Linked DNA regions of Mus musculus: region 1 is linked to region 2. Evidence: chromatin contacts called from public HiChIP or PLAC-seq data. All regions are on one chromosome and are shown on one strand. The core of a region is the stretch at or near the end of the contact, and the rest is flanking DNA. Distances in the headings are between cores, read along the strand shown.

Region 1 (5,702 bases), core at 1,579-4,078, 85 kb after region 2:
TTTGTTGCTGCTCCTTCCGGCTCGGCCTTAACTGCCTCGCTTAGCCTGTGATGCTATCCTGACCTCTTGAACATATTCTATACATTCTAATGAAAGAACCTAGTGGGGAAACCCCCACTCAATTCTCGTTCGGCGCGCACCCAAGAATCACGAACAGACGACCATCTTGATGTAAAAGCATGAGGTAGTTTAATGACGGAGCTCCATGCCTACACATATCTCCCGCAGGAGACAGAGGTGTCGACCACATGGTGGAGCCAAAATGGCGGAGCTCCGTTTCGAAACGTATCTCACACAGGAGACAGTGGTTTCAACCCTGATGCTTGGAAGCTAGGGGTTTTTATAGAAAAGGGGTGGGGCTGGGGGAGGAATTGGCGCCGTTTTACATGATTGGTCCATTTAAACATCAACAGACTGTCAGAAGGGCAGGAGATAGGGAGGCACTAGGCCAGTCAGGACATGTAACGACGGGCCTGCCCGGGCATGTCCTGGCCTGTTCTACTATGTTCTCAGCCCCAGGTTTTAAAGCTCACAAACAACTCTTTGGGCTATTTGACATAAATTACATGAATCACATGTCTCAAGTTTTATTTCCTTTCACTATCACAGTCCACTTGTCCCAGTTGTGGTCAACCTAGATTTTTTTTCTATAGTTTTAGGATTATAATGAGAGGACATGAGGGTAAGGTAATACGAAGTGTAATAGTATCCTTTCTATGCTAAGTAAGTGGGGCCTGGAGCCATGAAATTATGCATGCCTGGCATCTGCAGTGCCTGTCAGTTTACACACACACATCTTCCCAGCAATCCAAACACCACAACTGCCTATAAAAGCAACCTCCTCTCCTTGCTTCCTCTCCATATCCACCCTCCATATAATTACCATATATCATCTTTGAATTTTACATCACCCTCCATTCCTATCTCTACCAGTTTTGGGGTCTGCTTCATTTTATGTATGGGTGACATAAATATGGCTTAAAATAGAGAAAGAAAGTCTCCCATAGGGGATTCTGAAAAGATGTGTTTTCCTTAATACAGACCCAATGACCAACACAACAACTTCTAAGGTAGACATCACCATGTCTGCCCACTAATAACTTCTTTTAAATATGAAGCGACTCGTAGGTTGAAGCCACTTTGGAGAACAGCAGAGAAGGTTCTGAAAGAAAACGGCATGACACTTTGTAACATTCTTGAGCCACTCCTTCTTCCTGTGTATGTTAATGTGTGTGTGTGTGTGTACATGTGTGTGTGTGAGGAGGTCAGAGGTCAACATTGTCTTTCTCAATTGCTTCTCTGCCTTATTTTCGTTTTCAATGATTTGTTGTTGTTGTTTCTATGTGTGTATGTGTTTTGCCTGGATTATCTCTGGGCACCATGTGTGTGCCTGCAGAGGTTGGGAGGAAGGCATCTGATCCCCTAGAACCAGAGTGGCAGAAAGTTGTGAGCCACCATGTGGGTTCTCGGCCTGGAACCTGGGACCTCTGGAAAAGCAACCAGTGCTCTTAACCTTTGTGCTGTCTCCCCGCCCCCACCCCCACCCCCCCAGCCCTTGAGCCACAAATGATATCTGTCTAAAAGTCTGGCATTCTTATTGATTTTCATCACATAAATAACCTCAGGCAAATTAACTTTTGTGTAATCTATTTCCCTATTGTAATTCAAAGAGTAACATTTACATAGAACCTGACTGTAAAGAATGAGGTTAAGAAGGAGTGATGAAAGAGCCCACAGGCACCGTGCTATAATATCAACAAGATAGAGATACAGTCAGGAAATCTCCCAAGCAGTTTGCTGACTCGGGAACCAACACACCTAGCTTTATAAGGAGATCTCAGGGCGCCTTCCTGGAACTTCTGACTCAGTATCGCTCCCAAAAGCATTCTAGGCTCCAGGTAAATGTGATCGTCAATCCAAACTGAATTTAACAACGGACCATATGGTGTAGCATTCTTAGGCAGCAGGAGTTAGGATTTCTGGTTTCTAATTCTAGACATGACATTATTGCATTTAGGCCAATTTGTAGCACCTTTCTCGACCTGTCTGCATGCCTGACCTATTCAATCTGTAACCCCATAAGGGTCTGAAGGAATGTTTGTTGTCAAGAGGTTTTATTTTGCTGTAATTTAGGCTAAGTTCACAAACGCACGCACAACTGGGATTAGAGTGGGCAGTGGAAGTCTATCATTTCAGAGGACCGCGGGAGGAATAAGCCAGAAATGCTTTGTGATAAACTTAACTGCAGGGCTATGTCTTCCTCCCTTGCTACCTGAAGCCAAGGGGTTTCCAATCCTCCCAGGAATATGACATAGCTTGAAGTGATCCGGATTCTGGTTATAGTTTGAGATCTGTGAAACTGTCTAGAAAACATAAATGTCAGGAAAGGGCGGATTTGAATGTTTTCCCCCTAAGAGTATGCCTCTGACTGGCAAAAATTTTCTAGTTCGGTTTGTCTTGGAACCCGTAAGGAAGAAAGGAAGTAGTGATGTATGCCAGGAGCCTCAGGCAAAACCTGGCAGGACAGGAGCAGCTACTAACCCGGGGCTTCGTGGTCCTTCTACCATACATGTAGTTTGACCTCGCCACTGGCAGAAATCAAACTTCTCCAGCACTTAACTTTCCAACTACACAACTGCAGCACAAACTCGGGTAACAAAACCATTACTGTTCCTTGTAGCGCTTCCTGGGCAAACTGCCCTTAGCCCCACCCATCACGGACAAACCCGGCTCACTGAGACGCAAGAGACGCGTCGTTCTGCGTTTTCCAATCAGAGCCACACTTCTGAACTTTGACCGCCCAACTTGGCAAGCTCCGCCCAGTGCAGACCATCCCCGCCCACAGAGAGGCGCTTTGCTCCCTGTTTGCTCTTAAGCGCGGTGCTTGCAAACTTTAACCGCTGGCGCCAGGTCTACACGCATGCGCCATCCTTTGAATGCTGAGCATTCTGATTCTAGCTGCTACAGCCGCAGGGCTAGTGATCTTGCTATTCCAGCGACTATGGACCGTGCTTGGGCCCCATCACGTCACTCCCCGAGAGTCTCTCAGACTCTTGATCGTGGCTGGATCCGGTAAGTATCCGGGCGGAGGCCGACGGTCTTGAGTTAGGCACTACAAACCCCAGAATGCATCGCGACTCTCTTCGCCCTTCTTAGCGCCTTTAGGAGCGCTGCATGCTGAGATTTGTAGTTTCTTTGCGTTCCCGGAACCGGCCACCCCAGGCAGGAAAAAATGCTGGTTAGCTGACGCCACCCAGCCGCCTGTCATTAAGACAGGTCATTTACACTTGTCTGTAATTAAGCCTCTCTGTAGTGTACTGCTTTCTAACAAATAATTAGCGACGGAGTACGCCGAAGCCTTTTGATGCTGACATATTGTTGCCCTCTTTGCTGCTGTGCGTTATTAATTCTAGGTCTTTGTACTTAGTTTAAGAAATGTGAACATTACATGGTAAACGAAGTAGAGTTGTCGCACTTATGAATGCGCAAAGTCCCTGAGGATAAAAACGTGGACACTCCATACGACGATACCTCCAGAGTGACAGGATATGAGTAATAAACTGTCCAGTCAGCTCTGAACATTTTAAAACTTAAAATTTTAGATGAACAGTTTTGACGAGTGTATAGTTAAACACGACTCAACTTTAAACAACCAAGGTGATACCCAAACCTATATCAATGCTGTCTGGAATACATATGTTATAACCTATTGCTCCAGGGACAGTAAAACAAAACCATTGCCTAACAGAAAATGATGCAGTCAAGACACACAGTAAATTCGAGGTGTTTAAGGCAGCCTCTGCAGGAGACCATACAGTTTTACAGTAGCTTTAAAAAAAATACACACTAATAAAAATACACAAACTAGTAATGTAGTTGTGTATTATTGTTATCAAATGTTATGAACTGTATATAGTAGTATATATTGTACTTTTTTTAAAGACTTGTTTATTATATGTAAGTACACTGTAGTTGTCTTCAGACACACCAGAAGAGGACGTCAGATCTCGTTACGGATGGTTGTGAGCCACCATGTGGTTGCTGGGATTTGAACTCAGGACCTTTGGAAGAGCAGTCAGTGCTCTTAACCGCTGAGCCATCTCACCAGCCCCTATATTGTACTTTTTTATATTGCAGGCAGCACAGTGAATTTGTTCATAGATTACCTTGGGCTACTGTGTTATGGTTGCTGTGTCACTAGACAATAAGGAATTTTCTGTTCCTTTTTAATGTCATGTGACCAATATCCTGTCATTGACTAAAACATCATTATGTGATGAGTGACTACACACACACTAATGATATTTATGATGTATGCAAATGTACCAAACTTAACATGCAATTATAATTCCTTACTTATTTACTTAACATATTTTGAGTCATGGGAATGGCCAGACACTACACTGAGCTCTGGAACAAAACAAAACTGAAAATAGAAAAACAAACAAAACAAGCATCACAAGGCACAGTGTGATGCCTACGTGACAAACACTAGGGAAAGGACAGAGGCGCAGCAGTGAAGGAAATAGGACACAAACAGAAGATGAGACAGAAGGAGTAGCTGCCACACAGAGAAGGACAGAAATCTCATATTAACTGCGTAAGAAATACAAGTTATTTCAAGTGAGATGCAAAGCTACTGGGGACTTTTGAACACAAGTAAAATATTATCACATGAAAATTACCTCAAGATGTATAGGGAGAGGAAGTGGGGATATGATCTATATAAAGCTGTATTTATAATTTATATGACAGTGGCGTGAAGCAAGATGAGGTGGTAAGAAGTGATTGGAAGGGTGGAGAGATGGCTCAGCAGTTAAGGTCTTTGTTCTTGTGCAGGACCAGGGTTTGGGTCCCAGCACCCATATGGTGGCTCACAGCCATCTATAACTCCAGTTCTAGGAACCCTGTGGGGATTGAGTGGGGTCCTGAGTGAATGTGTATTGTTGATATGGCCAGGCCCCGTGGGAGTGGCAAAGCCTTCTGTAGGTGAAGTGCAGAGAGATGACAAAGCCTTTCTCTGGTCCTTGTTGGAATGTTGATAGAATATGCAAAGTATAGCTTTCTTCCCCCCCAGAGATGTTACAGCCTGAAGACTGCTCCCATACAGAGACTGTTCCTACAGAGCTAAGCTTGCCCCCTTGTCCAGCTGAACATAATAACCCTGTTTCCTTGCATATATGTATGTGATCACCCTGCCTTCCTGTATATAATAAAGGCTCTAGCTTCTGGGATCCTGTGGCTTCTTCATCAGAGAGCCCAGACCATCCAGGCCTACCTATTCTGTATGTGTGTCTGCATGTCCTTCATTCCCTCATCACCCAGTTAGGTCAGATTCAGGAGCTGTACAGAGCATGGCAGGATCCTACACCCTCTTCTGACTTCCATGGTCACCAGGTACACAGATGGCACACAGATATACATGCAAACAAAACCTCCATACACATTAAAATGTATACAGTGTTCTGCCTGTATGTATGCCTGTAGGCCAGAAGAGGGCACCAGATCTCATTATAGATAGTCATGAGCCACCATGTGGTTGCTGGAAATTGAACTCAGGACCTCTGGAAGAGCAGCCAGCACTTTTAACCTCTGAGACATCTCTCCAACCGACATTAAATAAATCTTTAAAAGTTAAGAAATGGGGGTTGGAGAGATGGCTCAGCGGTTAAGAGTACTGACTGTTCTTCCAAAGGTCCTGA
Region 2 (5,506 bases), core at 1,481-3,980:
AATTAGGCAACTTTCCAAACCTATGCACCCAGTTTATCCAAAATAAAGCAGGGTGACTCTCAGAGATGGTAAAACCTACCAAAATTCCTCTGGACACATAACTGGTCCACGAAACAACAGGAAACAAACAAAACAAAATAGAAAATACCCATTTCAAGTTTGAAAAGCCAACACACCAGGGTACCTTGAGTTAATTTCTTTGCATGCATATGTAACTCCATTTTGAATTTAAAAAAAAATGCAAAGAATCCTCCAAATGATTTTAGACACAAGAATGCAAATTCTATGAACCCAAGCTCCAAATACCTCAAGTCTAGCACATAACATACCATCAAGTGCAGGGCCCACAGTCTTGCATGCTACTAGTTGAGTTTTGCTTTTTTTTTTTAAAGTTTATTTTCTAGAATACTACATATTCAGATTGTCACTAATCTTCTCTAGAAAAATAGAATTGCTTAAAAATTTATACCAATTTGCTTTTATTTTCTATAAATATTTTAAGACTTGTTAAATATCAGAATGCCTAATAGACTCACTTAAATTAATCAATGTAGCCAAAATACTTATATCTAAAATATCTAGCAAAAATTTGTCATTCAATAAATGAAAATTTCATTGTTTTAGTAAATACTATGTTCTGTCTTTATTTGTATTTTAGGTTGATAAATGTGATCACAAAACAGCAAAATACAGCCCCAGGGGAGGGCTGGCTTGCAGTGGCAGTTTGCAGGACATTTCCAACACAGTTCCCTTCTATAAAGGATGAGGAGAGTGGAAGTCTGGAAGCTGCAGATAATAAGGGCTACAATGGCAAATCTGGGTTTAATGTTTGATATTCCGAACATACTTATTGGTTATATCGAGTAATGATAAAAGCAACGAAATACAAATGACCCTTTCAGCATGAAGCAATTATCGCCTTCACAGAGACTCATAACCATACACTGCCATCATTTTAATGGCGAGTTTAAAATCTGCGTTCAGAACTGTAGTACTAGCCAAAGAGACAAACATATTTACCTCAAGATTTATTCTTTTCTTAGTGGATTTCCAAAATAGTTTTATAATATAAATGTCTTCTCTCCATTAAAAAAAAAAAGCCCATTTTCTTGTAAAAGAGCCATGAACAATATAAAATCATTTGCATCCCTATACCTTCACTTTTACACAACCAGTGCACACCTGAGTTGCCTATGATGGAGACAGCACTAAACTTAGCAAGCCATTACAAATGTGGCATTAGCTGCTTTAAAGACAAAGCCCTATCTTTTTCATGACTTTATCTTTCAAAAGTAAATACACCAAGAACAAGACAATCGACTTGATTTTTATCATTGGACTGGAATTTCAATTCCCATCTTTAAACATACCAGAACTTGCCAGACTCTATCTGTACTAGACAATTAAATCAAACTACATTACATTAAATGTTTTGATGACATTCCATTAGTTCATCAGCCTAAGATGAATAATGAAAGAGCCAAACGTTCTCCTTCAGTCTGATACTCTAAATGGATTAGATCTTTTGGTTTAAGTTCAGTTAAATTCAAGTATTCACCACTAATTGGATTAAGTCTATATCTTAAGAACAATCATTAAAGTCAAGTACTTCAGAAAAAAATAAATAAAGGCAATAATAGCTAAATATATAATTCTATATTTGGATTGCAAGAATCAAAGGAAAAACACCCCACTACACGCGCACACACACACGATTTTTTTTTCACAATGAATGACAGTTTTGATAATCAGAATACTTGGGGTAAGTCACCTTCCTTCCTTCTGCTCTTTAAGAAAACAAAAAGGCAAAGACAAACTAAGCAAGCCTGAGTAAAATCTCTAAGTAAAGCACAAACTCTGACTTGTCTGTAGTTTTAGTCTCACCAAAATGAGGCCGATTTCAGGAGCATGCCCAGCGCGCACATTCTAGACAAGACTGGTGTTCTGGTGTCAGGTTTGGAACTTGGAAAACTTTGCAAGAAGAAATATGATCTTTATGGGGAAAGTACCCGGAAGCAGGCGAAGGCAGCGTGATGAGGCACGTTCCCGGGAGTCCTCACTATCGGCATTCATGTGGTCCACAAGATGGGTCTTAAACCTTGCCTGACTATAAGATTTTCAAAATATAATTGGATAAAGCACTACAGAGAGAAACGAAGCAGCTGAAATCTTAAAAATGCATAAAATATTTTCAAATATGATAGGATCAACATGAGAAGTGCTCTATCGTAGCGTAACAGATGACTGCATACCCCCATGAAACCATGTCAGTTCTGATGGCCTGGGGAAGGGACGTGCTGGCAACTTAGAAAGGAAACCCTACACAGGCTCTGATGTTGGAAAAGACCGGAGCACAGCCAACGGAGCTGCTCGCAGACTGAAAAGCCGTTCTCAGTCCTTCAGCAAAATAAAATGGGTGGTGTACAAAGGCCACCGAATCACCAGCCATTTTCCTGCAGAGAATAATCCCCATGAACACTGACGAATTCAGAAAAGTTTCCCCACTCCACTTACAACTTTTGTTTAAACCTTTCAGTTTCCATCCATGCTTAAAAATATTGAAGGAAAGAAGAAATCCTGGGATGAAGACTAAATTTTATTTTCTCTTGTCTAAAGATTAAAGAAAAGAGGAAAGAACACTGAAACCATGAGTAACAACCGTGCCTAACAGAGCGGCGCAGGAGCTCATCGTGTCGGCCGGGACAAAGAGGAATGAAGATGGCTTATGGAAGCAAGGTGTCCGATGAAGCATGCCTTTAGTCGAGTTTCCCGTTCTGAAGGCTATCCTTGGCTTTCTCTTGTCTGATGAGGGAGATGACTTTGATGCATCCTTTCGTGATTTTGATCATCCACATGATATTCATCACGTCTAAAATAACACAAGTAACGATCCAGACAGACTGGATTACAAATCCGAACCTTATGTAGGGTTCTGTTCCGTACACGGAGTAAAGGAAGAAATACATCGGAGGTATCGAAATGATCCGCACGATGAAAAAGACCACCGTCATAAGAATTCCATTGATGACATTGGCTTTGGAAAACTTGGGGTACTTCAGGGCTTCAAAGAACCACCTGATGAGAGAAGCAAAGATAAGTCACACAGTCTGCAGCTTGGGGAATCTGCCCTCCTAGCACCTGCGCACATTGCTTGTTTACTAGTTAGGCACTGAGGAAGCCAGCGCCATCTTGTAATGGCGATTGTGCACAGCTTCCCACACCCTCCTCCTCTGTGCCTTAGGCTGAAGGAGGAACTCAAGGACCACATAACAACTTGTGTGGAGGGGTTGGGGACACGACTCTTTTAGATGGAGTGTTTTCTGTGCAACTTGAATGGGGACTTGGATTCTGATCCCCTGGTACTCAAGGTTTGTAACCCTAGTGCTGGGGGTTGGGGGGGGGGGGTGGAACGGAGAGCAGGCAGGTTGGGTGGGGGGGTGCGGGGCGCGCAGGGCGGGGTAGAGCGGAGAGCAGGCAGATCCTGGGAACGCACTGGGCCCGCTCATCTTGCTGAAATGGCAAACACTGCGCTCAGTGAGAAACGCTGTCTAAAAAGGTAAGTAAGGTGGAGAAGCAACTGATGAAAACATCCGGATGTCAACCATACACACACACACACACACACACACACACACACACACACACACGTGTGCGTGACCACACCCACACAGAATGATTTAAAGGGCCTTGGAGAGTCCACGCACTACAAAAGAACAGCTGGAGGAGTCATAATGCCTACTTCTGGGAAATCTCTGTAAAGCGACACAATGAAGACTCGGGGTATTAGAGAAACAAACCAGAGTCACAGAAGCGTTAGAGATAGATACATACAGATGTACTCAAGTGACTTCTGACCCTGACATTAATTAGGCAACTCAACAGAAAAAGAATGCCTCTGCCCCACTGTGAGAATATCCAGCAGAGAAATTAACTCAAAGTAGATTTAAAACCTATATGTAAAATACAAAAGTATAAAACTTCTAGAAAAAAAAAGAAAACATGAAAAGTTCGATGAAAGTTTTTGCTGTAACACTGAAGTGCAACAATGCAGGGGGCTGGCCATGACTGGTGAGCTGGCACTCTGGATTTCGCTAGAATTAAAAGTTTGCACTTTGAGGCCAGGCATGGTGGCGTGGGCCTTCAGTCCCAGCACAGAGGAGGCAGAGGCAGAGGCAGGCCGACCTCGAATTCCAGGCCAGGCTAGTCAACATAGCAAATGACAGCACAGCCAGAGCTTCACAAGAAATCATGTCTCAAAAAACAAACAAATAAAATTTTCACTTTGGAAGAGAAGAAAAAGACACAGTGGGTGAAAATACAGCATTAATATGTAATAAAATACCATATCTAAAATAGTAAGGGCTGGAGAGATGGCTCAGCAGTTAAGAGCACTGACTGTTCTTCCAGAGGTCCTGAGTTCAATTCCCAACAACCACATGGTGGCTCAAACCATCTGTAATGGGATTCCATGCCCTCTTCTGGTGTGTCTGAAGACAGTGACAGTGTACTTATATAAAACAATCTTTATCTCTAACAAATGTAAATCTTTTAAAAAAATAAAATACTTAGAAGCCAACAGTATGGAAACAATCTATTTCTACACTTGATCTTAGCCAAAAGGCCGAGAAGCGATAACAATCTATTTCTAACACGGGTAAATGATTGTAAACATCCCATTACAGGAGACCCAGCACATGGAGATAGAGAGTGAACATATAAGCCCAGTGGCACATGCAGGAGGTTGAGACTGGCTCATATTTGAGCCTGGGTAGTTTGTGACAAGTCTGAGCAGTGTGGTTGGCCCTTTTCCCAAAAACAAGTACAGAACCACCACCATCCCCCATCATGCTGAAAGATCAAAATCAAATATGCTCAACACTGTCTGTCACTAGGAAAATATCAAGATGGAGACAGATATAGCCACTTTAGAAGACAGTGTAGCAGTTATAAAGCGACACACGCAGCAAACAACCTAACTTTTCTAACTGACAAAAAATGCAGTAAGCATACATCGCTATCATAGGAACACCAAGCCTGAGGCTCTAACCCACCTCAGAGGGATGAATGGTGGTGAAGAGCGAAGAAGAACAGCTCGCCAGGAAGCAAAGATGGAAGTTTTGAGGAAAGTGTGGCAGAAGGGGGTGAGACAGCCACAGCTGAGGAGAACTCTGTGCCACATTAAAGGGCTCAAATTTTATCCTCCAAGCAGCAAGGCGCCGCATGTCATTTTCACTGTGAAAGAAGACAGCACGGAAGGCAGAGCTGCAGGGAGGTCAGTGGTCTGCAGCCAGGAGCAGTGAACCTTTTCCTCCAATAGGAAGATGTGGACATTCACAGTGTAGCTCTGGAGACTGGATGTCCCGAGTTCAGCTCTTTGGCTTTGTGGGTGTTGGGGGAAAGCGAGCATGGGAAGCAAACAATTGTGGTAACCCAGGGAGAATGCACAGCAGTGTCAGTACAACCAGCATTAGTCTGTCCACCTGCTCTCAGACACATCTCCCTGCTG

Evidence for each region. HiChIP or PLAC-seq counts read pairs in DNA pulled down with a chosen protein or histone mark.
Region 1: an H3K27ac HiChIP or PLAC-seq map of embryonic stem cells shows a contact between it and region 2, with 7 read pairs. The contact joins the promoter of Alg14 here to the enhancer-like site in region 2. A contact is called at or near these places in 1 of 39 promoter capture datasets (liver), 6 of 484 Hi-C or Micro-C datasets (the HL-1 cell line, bone marrow-derived macrophages, brain and 3 more), 5 of 115 datasets of contacts at active chromatin or transcription factors (the SCID.adh cell line, astrocytes, embryonic stem cells and 2 more) and 4 of 9 other capture datasets (adipose tissue, embryonic stem cells, liver and 1 more).

The regions. Positions count from the first base shown.
Region 1 is chr3:121,288,912-121,294,613 of GRCm38.p6, forward strand. Alg14 (asparagine-linked glycosylation 14) reads left to right here and starts at 2,829. Exons shown (of 4, transcript NM_024178.3): 1 at 2,829-3,072. The coding sequence starts at 2,937.
Region 2 is chr3:121,204,396-121,209,901 of GRCm38.p6, forward strand. Tlcd4 (TLC domain containing 4) reads right to left here. Exons shown (of 8, transcript NM_001355678.2): 8 at 1-3,075. The coding sequence ends at 2,757. It also overlaps the pseudogene Gm52661. Among named protein-coding and RNA genes, the nearest start is that of Rwdd3, 35 kb to the left of the region's middle. Within about 2 kb of position 2,731, at least 18 of the 459 cell types and tissues checked have an H3K27ac peak or open chromatin away from gene starts, as enhancers often do. A contact at or near this core is called in embryonic stem cells and muscle stem cells, where this site is marked.